3 separate regions of the Zea mays genome follow, and regions 1 and 2 are each linked to region 3. Evidence: chromatin contacts called from public Hi-C data. All regions are on one chromosome and are shown on one strand. The core of a region is the stretch at or near the end of the contact, and the rest is flanking DNA. Distances in the headings are between cores, read along the strand shown.

What was found. A called contact is a pair of places that touch in the nucleus more often than the background predicts.
Region 1: a contact with region 3 is called in a Hi-C map of tassel, with 2.3 times the contacts expected there. The contact joins the promoter of LOC100216845 here to the promoter of LOC103647350 in region 3. A contact is called at or near these places in 3 of 25 Hi-C or Micro-C datasets (endosperm, leaf and tassel).
Region 2: a Hi-C map of endosperm shows a contact between it and region 3, with 3 times the contacts expected there. The contact joins the promoter of LOC103647355 here to the promoter of LOC103647350 in region 3. A contact is called at or near these places in 4 of 25 Hi-C or Micro-C datasets (ear, endosperm and leaf).

Annotation. Positions count from the first base shown.
Region 1 is chr2:177,727,989-177,731,264 of Zm-B73-REFERENCE-NAM-5.0, reverse strand. LOC100216845 reads right to left here and starts at 1,422. Exons shown (of 10, transcript NM_001143237.1): 1 at 1,232-1,422; 2 at 1,058-1,146; 3 at 1-233. The coding sequence starts at 1,125.
Region 2 is chr2:178,106,050-178,109,587 of Zm-B73-REFERENCE-NAM-5.0, reverse strand. LOC103647355 (leucine--tRNA ligase, cytoplasmic) reads left to right here and starts at 1,316. Exons shown (of 4, transcript XM_008671898.4): 1 at 1,316-1,962; 2 at 2,581-2,766; 3 at 2,872-2,941.
Region 3 is chr2:177,941,505-177,944,832 of Zm-B73-REFERENCE-NAM-5.0, reverse strand. LOC103647350 (phosphatidylinositol N-acetylglucosaminyltransferase subunit P-like) reads right to left here and starts at 1,312. Exons shown (of 5, transcript NM_001301535.1): 1 at 1,114-1,312; 2 at 521-598. LOC100282682 (myb family transcription factor-related protein) reads right to left here. Exons shown (of 6, transcript NM_001155589.1): 6 at 2,617-3,328. The coding sequence ends at 3,129.

The DNA of each region.
Region 1 (3,276 bases), core at 173-2,672, 210 kb after region 3:
TCTTTTCTTCAGCAAAACTGGAAGGTACACCTTTGTCATCATCAAAAGTGGTAACCACATTTGCAGAGGAAGAACTAGCAGAAAGATTCCACTGATTTTTAAGCACTGGAGTTTTGTATGCCAAACGAGAGGATCCATCTGTTGCCAATTGCAACGGCTTAACATTCACATGCAAGTTCAGCTCGTGTTTGGTAGAACAAGTAAAACTTGTAGAGGTTGTTTTGCCACATGACCTGCCAACAGTAGACCAACAATCAAATATCAAATCCATGATGTATGCTTGGATGCCAACAGAAGACATCAGCCAATCTGAAGACAACGGCCATTCCGTATGTCCACCCCCAGTAGCGATATCATCTAACCTCAGCTTGAGCACATCTCTAAAAGATTGTAAAATTAGTGATGTGAAGGTCTGAAGGATGAAGTGTCACATAGCATTATGCCCTGATTTACTACAGGTTCAAATCAAAATGTCTACCACCAGCTAGCCATAACCTTGATTTAGCTATATAACTTAAATACTTACATATACTCCGACGAGTAGGTCCTTTTAAATTCGTATAAATTCAGTTTTCAGAGTATTACAAAAACAATCAACTAAACAGATACTGTGGGTTTATAAACTGCCTCGTAGCATTAACCCTTCTTCCAGAAAGTACAAACCCAAGGTTTGTAAACCCACGGTATTGTATTATGCCAGCAGATTAGATACACTCAATTCTTCTCGTAACATATCTTCTATTGAGATCAAATAGAAATTGATCTTACTCAGGTACTAATTTCCCAAATGAGGGTTGCTCGGGTGGGGAAACAATGGATCACTAGTGAAAAAAATGTTAGAACGGAAAAACTAAATAATGGTAGAATACCACGGCTTCACAGCCCCAAGGTCAGGAGCAGTGGTAAAATGATCAATTCTAGGATCATATACAACATTTTTCACTCCAACCATCATAAAAACTGAATTAGTTAGTTCCACGATACGATCCCGGACCTGACTAGACCGGATCACAAAGCAAAAAAATGATAAGAGAAAAAGGGACCGAGGGGCACTCACATCGCGGCCCCGGTCTTCGACCCCAAGATTTGGACGGCGCCCCTGGAGCCAAGAATCCCGCGCTCCATGATCCTTCCTGCAGGAATTTTCTTTTTAGGAATATAAAAGATAAGTAAAAGCAACCCTTGATCGGTGGAGAACGTGGGGTCCTGCAGCCATGAGGAGGAGACCAACCGGGGAGCGGCGGAGAGGAAGGGCGGAAGGAGCAACGTGGAGTGAGATCTGCTTGTGCCTGCTCGCTGTCCTGACACCTGAGTATTGGGGGAGTGGCGTGATGGCGTTGGGCGAGGATCTCGGTCTTCTTCGCGCCTTCCTGTGTCCCCTCGACTGTTGTCTGCCGTCTGCTATTTGCTTTCCGCTTTCGGTCGGTTTGGGTTTGGCGGGGGCGTGATTGCGTGAACGAGAAGACGAAGAAATGCTGGCCTGCTGGGTCAGTCGACAGCCCCCGAAATGACGAAGGCCGGGAGGCGTGGAAAGTGGACACGTACGTGCTGACCGGGGATTTGAAGAGGTTGAATATCAATGGATTTTCTAATTTATGGCTAGTTTGGAACACCTTCTATTTTCTCAAGTAATTTCTATTTTTCTATGGGAAAAATAAACTTAGAAAAATAAAAATCCCTTGATAAAATGGTGTTACTAAACTAGCCTTTGGGATTGGTTTAGTGATAAGAAAATTATAGAAGATTTATGGAGGAGAAAATACATTGCTATTTAAATTGAATAGGAAGAGATTTTTCCTCTCTCATATATCCTCTCTAAATCTCTTGTCACCAAATCAGCACTAAGAATTTATTTGGAAGCACTATAGGATTTGGGTTTCTAAACTCGCCCTAAGGGCTAGTTTAGGAGCAAGCTGAATGAAGGGATTGGAAGGGCTAAATTCCTCTCGCTATTCAATTTTAAATAGCGAGCGGAATTTAGCCCCTACAATCCCCTTCTCTCAAACATGCTCTAAGGTTAGGTCAACACCACGTTGACTTTTTGATCACGTATTTCTAAGATCTTGTATATATTTGTTAAGGTGTGCACCATGGTAAAACTGGAGTTGTCTTCATGCAATCACTACGTCACTGCTCCGTTGGTTATCATCTGTGACACACGAGTGACCTCGTCACGAAGGCTTATCCCTGCAATCGCAATATAACACAAGCAAGAACATGAAGAACACAATCAAAATTGCATTGATCACGAGGTGGGGTGTCACATCGATGAACGACGATACTGTTCGATTACAGATATGATATAAGCAAAACCCAAACCCTAATGTGGCGACGACTACTGTTAAAATAGAGGTTAGGGGCATGCACAACCCCTAGAGGTACCCCTAATGGGTTCCAACACGATACACGACCCAACAGCCCAACAGACGGTGTTGCACCACTAAAATAGAATCTGAACGCTGACTTGTTTCAACGATTCCCATCGACTCCAGATGAATTTTAAGGTTGTTCCAGTTGGGTTGGAAATCTTACCTTCTTATCTTTAAATTCATATAAAGTCCAAACTGATCGGAGTTCAGATGCATCTTGGGCGTCCGTTTTAGTGCAGACTAGTCCTGAACTCCGAGGTGGAGAAGAAGTTGAGTCAAACTTGGCTTTCTCTTGTTGTGAACGTCATAGCTTCTCCTCCTTGACATCTTGGCATTTTCCAAGTCCTTGATGGTTCTCTCCAAGATTTCTAATCATCAAAACATCCATGGCACAAAGCGTAAGCTCTAAAATACAATTGACTAGGTAAGAATGAACCTAGACATTTATTTGTCATGCGCGTGCTCGTGTTATCGGCCCATGCATTATTTGTATGGGAGTGATGTCCTCGTCATCCTCCTCCACTTGAATTGGAGTCGTCATCGACTCAAGCGGTGGCCGAGCAACCCTAAGATGTACAAGGCTTTTAGCATTTTAGCCCCAAAATAGGTGTCACTGATTTCTGACAAATTCTGGAGGTAATCTTATTATGATGATTCCAATCAACTCCAAGCATATTTTGACCTGGGACCAGTTGGGTTGGAACACCTATCTCTTTAACTTTCTAACGGTATCTAGAACATCGAGAACGGAGTCCGTATGTGGCCTAAGCGTCCGTTTTCATAAGACCCACTCCTGCAATCCAAACCAGATCCGAGGATAAACTTGACTTCGACTCCCCTTGAGGTTGGGACTCCATGATTGTTTGGGCCTTAACCATATAGTTGACGTCCATGTACTCATCATTCT
Region 2 (3,538 bases), core at 67-2,566, 160 kb before region 3:
CCTGGATCTCGCTCCCGGGAGGGACCCCGTCGGGGAGGAGAGATCCTAGGAGTTGTCTAGGCTCGGGCAGGCCGACCTAGACTCCTCTAATCGACGTAGAGTCGAGGAGAGGCGGAGAATTTGGGGATTGGAATACTAAACTAGGGCTAAACTAGAAATAGACTAGAACTACTCCTAATGCATAAGGTAAAAACGAGTAATAGACTTGATTTGTTCGATTGTTGGGGGTTCAATCGGCCGTAGCCCTTCATCTATATAAAGGGGGAGGTCTGGATCCGTTTCCAACTGTTTCCCGAGTTAATCCCGCGGTTTTAGGTAACAAATCCCGCGAGAAACTAGGAACCCTAACTGACTCTGCGCGCGCGGACCGTCCGCGTCACCACCGCGGACAGTCCGGACCGCGGACCGTCCGGCCTCGGGGCCGGACCGTCTGCACTGCTCTTTTTAGAGCTCAACAGCCGCTCACTAATAGGCAGCTTAAAATGGGCCGCTCACATACTATAAGACACTTTACGAGAAGAAGTATTAAATATATAGATTATATTATGGAATAATTATTATATGAGTAGACTTTTAGTCAGTTATATGTGACATTATAATATTATAAAGCCTATTATGATCTATACTATTAAACTTGCTATTATGTGACGCACTGCATATAAAACTAGTGTTTTAAAGAAGCAGACCCTTAGGGAGACCGATTATTAATAGATAAAGGGCCTGTTTGTTTACCTCCCAGATTATATAATCTGGATTAAATAATCCTAAGAGACAAACAAACAGTCTAGCTTATTTGCCCAGATTATATAATCTAAGCCCTTGGATTATGATAATCCATAAGCAAGTGAGGAGGTGCTTATTTCAGATTATTTTTTTCCCACTTCCCACTACCCTTTCAAGTTTCCTAGAAATTACCCACCATTGCCATTATAATCTACCGAATCGTTTTTGCGCCTATCGGATCGGAGAAGCCTGCCACCCAACAGAAACACGCCAGATAATCTGGGTAAACAAACATGACTACTCAGATTATATAATCCAAATTATATAATCCAGATTATATAATCCTGCAAAAATAATCCAGATTATATAATCCATTGGGGTAAACAAACAGTCCCAAAGTCCATTTTTCGACCCCCAACTTGCACAAAGGTCTAATTTTAAACCCTATACTACCAAATAGGGTACCAAACACCCCCCTGAAGGCATCCCAACAGCTCCTTAATTTCATTCCCAAATTCATGTTTTAGGAAAAAAACAAGAAAACAAGCACTCCAACAATTCCCTAATTACCTTCCCTTTCCTCCCGCGCGCGCAAAAACCCAGTCGCGCGCCCAGATATCCGCCGTCCTCCCTCGACCGCCGTCGTTCGTCTGCTCGACCCTCGTCCCTTCATCTCCTCGACGACGACGACCTTCATCCAGGCCACGCCCCTCGTCGCCGAGACACCGCCGGCAAACATCCAACACCTCGACGACATATCTAGGAGGCAGCCCCGGTCGGAAGTTGCGGCCCACTAGAGGCCCATCGTCGGGCCCAGCCCCAACCCTAGCTCCAGCCGCCGCTTGGCTCTCCTGCTGTCCGTCCTGGTACCGCGCGGCCGCACCACCTCTCCAGGCTCCAGCTCCAGCGCCGCAGCGCGCTCGCCCGCGGCCCGCGCCTCCTGCTCCTGCCCTCCTCTGTCCTCTCCAGGCTCCAGCTCGCCCGTCAGGCCGCCACCGCCAGGCGCTCGCCCGCCAGCGCGCTCGCTCGCCAGGCCGCCACCGCCAGGCGCAGCCGCCCACAGCGGCCACAGCGCGCTCGCCCCGTCGCCCGCCACCGCCAGGCGCCAGCCGCGGAGCGCCGGAGGCCCGGAGCCGCAGGCCGCCGCAGCGCTCGCCCGGAGCCGCAGGCCGCAGCGCGCTCGCCCGCAGTGGTGTCGTCGTGCTCACCTACGAGCTCCGCGACCGCATCGTTAAGCTGGTAAGCTCCCTCTACCCGTAGAAGCTTGTTTAGATCTCTGTGAATGCCAAATTTATTGATTTCTGATTCACTCCATTTCATTAAGAAAACTACGGACCGAGGAATCTTTTGATTGAGCAATCACATAGTGCTTGCTAACTATTTCTAGCCCTTTGATACTTTTGCATGTGTGTTACTGAGACATCCTATCTTGGTTGTGCAACCATTAAAATATGCAAATCTTACCCCATAAGTGACAAACGTTGCCTGGTTGTCTGCCATGGTAACTGTCTTTTTGACATCGCCCGAGAAATGATATGTACCTTACTCATCTAACTTGTCCCTTACACCCACCATATTTGATCACACCGAATGTTTACTAGCTTTGAGGTTGGTGGCATGAGTGTCTCAAATATAAAGGATGTTTTATATTCCTCAAAACTACAGTTAGACAAATTTCTATAATTGATCACATAATATGGTCTGAACAAAAAAAATACATTCTATTATATAAAGCCGGCATTCAAAACGACACCTAACTTATGTGGTGTCCTCTCAATGGTGGTGACTTAACTGAATAGTTTGCACTGAACAGATGTTTTGTTGGTATGGGTAATTTATTGGATGGTTTTGATTCAGGTTTACTAGCTTACCCACGCACGGCCGCCGCCGCCTCACGCACGCAGCAGCCGGCCAGCCGCGGTACGTTCTCCAGGTCGTGCCGACGTCCGACGACAAAGAAGGCCCTGGGGGCGCTGGCGCGCATCGCGAGTCCCCTCGCCGGCAAGTATATTTGCAAGCAGACCCTCGAGCTCGTGCGTTTAGGTTCTCATACTTGTTTCTTGGTCCTGTTCGATTATGTACGAGCCTGCTTTCTGTTTAGGATTCTTCTCATTTGGTCGTGATGATTGATTGTGGTCGAATTTGCAGCCTCGGAGGGCAAGTTCCCGAACCGGGGAATCAAGGACGTCGTCAGGAGCATCTGTTGCGGGAACGTAGGGTTAGTCCCCCCCCCCCCCCCCCCCCCCAAGTTATTTTCCCTGCTTGTTCAGTGCTCGGTCAGTTGTAATTGCCTAGTTGGCTGGCAATGTGTAGTAAGTCCCAATGATCGATAGGGCAATTCGGTTCGTGGCCATAAGCACTTAAGCAGATGTCATAGTAAGATTGTAAGCATCTTTATCTTTTATGAATCAGCGAATCATCCTAGAACAGTAGTATTTATATTGTAATTCATGCGCCTTTTGAACTTAGACCTTTCACATGTAATATATGTGTACTGTACTTTTGGTTATTTTGTTTTTTTTCTATATTACCGAATTTCTTGGAAAATGTTCTACCTTCTCCTTGTGGGGTTAGACAGGGTTGTCTTGTTGTCATTGATCTGCTTGTCAATTGCTTTGGTGGGGTTGTTTCTAGCGCGAGCGGTGTGGAGAGGAGAGGAAGTGATGTCCATCCGCATCTCCTACCTTGCTGTGAGCCTGTGACGGGCCGGGTAGTTCAGTTCATCCTTTTCAGTGCAGATCCCTTTGCTTGGTGGATGTGACTTCATAGTTCATTCATACAACAACAACAAAGCCTTTTATCCCAAGCAAGACAT
Region 3 (3,328 bases), core at 63-2,562:
TTCTGCATGCGTGTTGCACCATGATGTGACAAAACAAGATTGTGGATGAACTACACGTGATTGTTTGATTAACCGAGAGATTCAAGAACTTTATATATATGGTTGTGTTACTTGTGCACAAGAACTTGAGTTGAAAAATCAGTAAGCTCACATTGATAAGGCTTTAGAAGTGTGCCACTAAAATCTTGGAATACATGGCAAAAGAAATACTCTGTGTCTGGGCTTAAGGTTGGCAATCATTTCATAACCATACTTGACTAGGAATGCCACCAGTTTTGACAATAACGTCAGCGTAACAGCTCCTCAAGAGGGCTGCTTGCAAAAGGTTGTAGTCAGAATTGTGTACCAGGTTTGAGTTTTCTCCTAAATCTTTCATAGGGAAAGGATCAGACGATCCGATCATTAATGAGAAGCCTAGTGCATTGCTAGTGTAAAAAACTATACATGAACTGTATATTTAGCTCTTGCAGCAACCCACATGCACAAAAATATGTTCAGATAAGTACAAACTGGTACTGACCCAATAGAACTTTCTGACTTATGCAATTCCCTCTTCAATTCAGCAACTCTCTGCTTGCAAAGCTTTTTGAATCATGCACTGCCACATTGAAGCTAATAGGTTTATCAAAACTCAGAAAAATATTAGATACTTCACACCATTATAGATTTATAGTCAGCCACAAATCACTAACACACAAAGTGAAATAAGTGCAAAGATTTCTAGTGGTCCAGTGCAGCGTGCAGGGACACTGATCACCAGCCTTTTAGTGAAATCACAAGACTTTCCCTGACAATTATGCACACCATATGATGAAGAAATAGATGATATACGTCCAGAAATTCATAAAGTTCTTATTCAGTTCCTATACAGGCATATAAATGACCTGACACATCGGAATGCTCAATTAAAACGCTATCTCAGACTAATTTTTTTATCTCAATTGAAAAAACAGACTAGATTAGCGACGCAGAAACCGCATGAAAGCTAACGGAATCGAGACTGAGAAAGACAAATGTTTGGATTTGGTCCAGAACTGATAAAACCAACGAGCGACCTGGCACAAGAAGCAAGGGGATCCGTGGAACATGAGCGAGGCAGGGTCGCTGGCCTACCGGCGAGAGGAGGAAAAAGCAATCCAAGCAGAGACAGGCGGATCTCCAGTTGTCCCCTCCACGCCGCGCTAGCCCAGAGGGCGGGGCAACGGCGACGCCTCCCTGCGAGGGAGGAATGGCCTCGGGCCTGGCTCTACGCCGACGGTGGCGCCGCTCGCCGACGGCGAGGCGCGAGAAACTAGGAGGTGGCGGTAATGGAGGACAGAATGACAGAGCCGGTGGAGGGAAGGGAGTTGAGAGGAACAAGTGCAGACTGAAGACGGGGAATACCATCGTTTTTTTTAAAAAACAACGAACTTCGTAGCGGTTTTCGAATATTTTTTTAGAAAAAAAATGATTCACGAAAACCGTTTTTTTATTTTGGATTTGTAAACTGATCGAAAAATTCGAAATTTTGTCGAAAACCGTTTAGTTTCCTGTTTTTTGTGGTTAGTATGAAATTAAATTAAAACAATTTAGTTAATCCCTGGTCACATATCTAGCTGGCAAATGCTAACCGGCTAGATTGAATGGAATTAAAAAAAATTATAAAAGATTTTGATTTGTTTGATATTTAAACCCAACTAATACACATGGATTGACAGCAAAAAGGAACAAGCCCTGCAAGCCTGATGCTACCAGGATTTGTCTGCAGTCTTCAAAATCTCGGAATTACCATCCTTGCTGGAACTATCACATCTACTGATCAGGCAGGCCTCGAGCCCTCGATTTCATCTTGAAATAAAGCTTGTCCTTTTAAGTTCATTATCAATGAGAGTTTTGTTAGAGATTTATGACATTAATTAGTATACCACATAAGATTTTTTATGACATACCGATATATTTATTATGAAATATGTAAAAATAAATTCATCACCATAAAACTATGTCAAACACTGCTAAGGTATTGAAAAGCGCGTGAAATCATTATTGATAACAATTTATTTCATATCTATCTATTTCTATTTGTTATTTAGGTGCAACATTTAAGTCAAGTGTTACCCTATTAAATTATGTTATAAAACTCTTGGTTAAAAGAACATATTTTATTCTTTATTTTATCTTACTTTTATTGACATGACAATGTTGAAAATGGTGTGACGAAGCTAGCACGCGAAATATCCTAACCCCAGTTGGAAGCGAGCTGGTCGTTGTCGACACTCGACAGTAACCCAAGGCTTATTATTGTATTTGCATTTTTGGTTTTGGATGCTGGTATGGCAGGCATCTTCAGGAGGATGCTACGAATATCCGCCCTCAGTCACCCGTGTACCAAGGTTTATTTTCAAGCTATCACATCATGTCAGTTTGAATTTGACAGTCATTGCAACGGTTCTCTCTCTGGAAATTTCTAAATTTCATTATTTTAAGCCTAATGCGGAGAACCTGTAGTTTGGTCTGTCAATTAAAACGATACTGTTTTCCCAATCGAAATGGTGTATTAATCTTGTGCTGAATAGGTGGTTCAATCTTTTCAAAACGAAGAAAAGGAAAATATAGTTCAAAGTTGCAACTAGCAATTTGTGGGGGTACAAACTCAGCATGAATCTTTCATAAGCTGAATACACTAGTCTTCAAGTTCAACAGCAGGTGAAGTACTGGGATGCCTGCTGCATGCATGGACAACTGAGGCAAAGTACGAAGCTTGAAACATCTGGTGTTAACATGTCCCAGTCCCAACTCCCAACATGAATCGCTGTGCATACATGGATCAACACAGAGGACACTAGGACACGAGTCAACAACATCTCAAGTGTGCTAAGGATGCTAGCTAGTAGAATCATAATCTCATGACAAAATATGATAACTTTTTTTTTCAATCTAGCACATGCATGAGGCAGTTCACATGAACGTAGGTCTGTCTGTTTGATGCTTTGACTGATCAAACAAACACAGCAATATCTTGCTACCTGGAGAAAGTCAGCTACCACAAGACTGGACCACCAATTTCCCTTGTCACCACCAGTACCACCATATCCGACAACACTAGCAAAGACAGCCATCACCGCGCCCTCAGGCTTCGCCGATTTGTCAGTTCAAGAGGACCTCCGCTTGAGCTCATGCGACTTGTGGAGGAGCAGCGGCGGACATTCCATGCCTGATGGGGAAGGGGAAGGTTTGCCTCCTGGACTGTGCGAGCCGATGGAGCTGACGGAAAGCTGGTTGAACACCGACGAGCTCAACGTGTCCGTGGGGCCGCCACACATGACCACCCCTCCAGGGGATATCTCCGGGA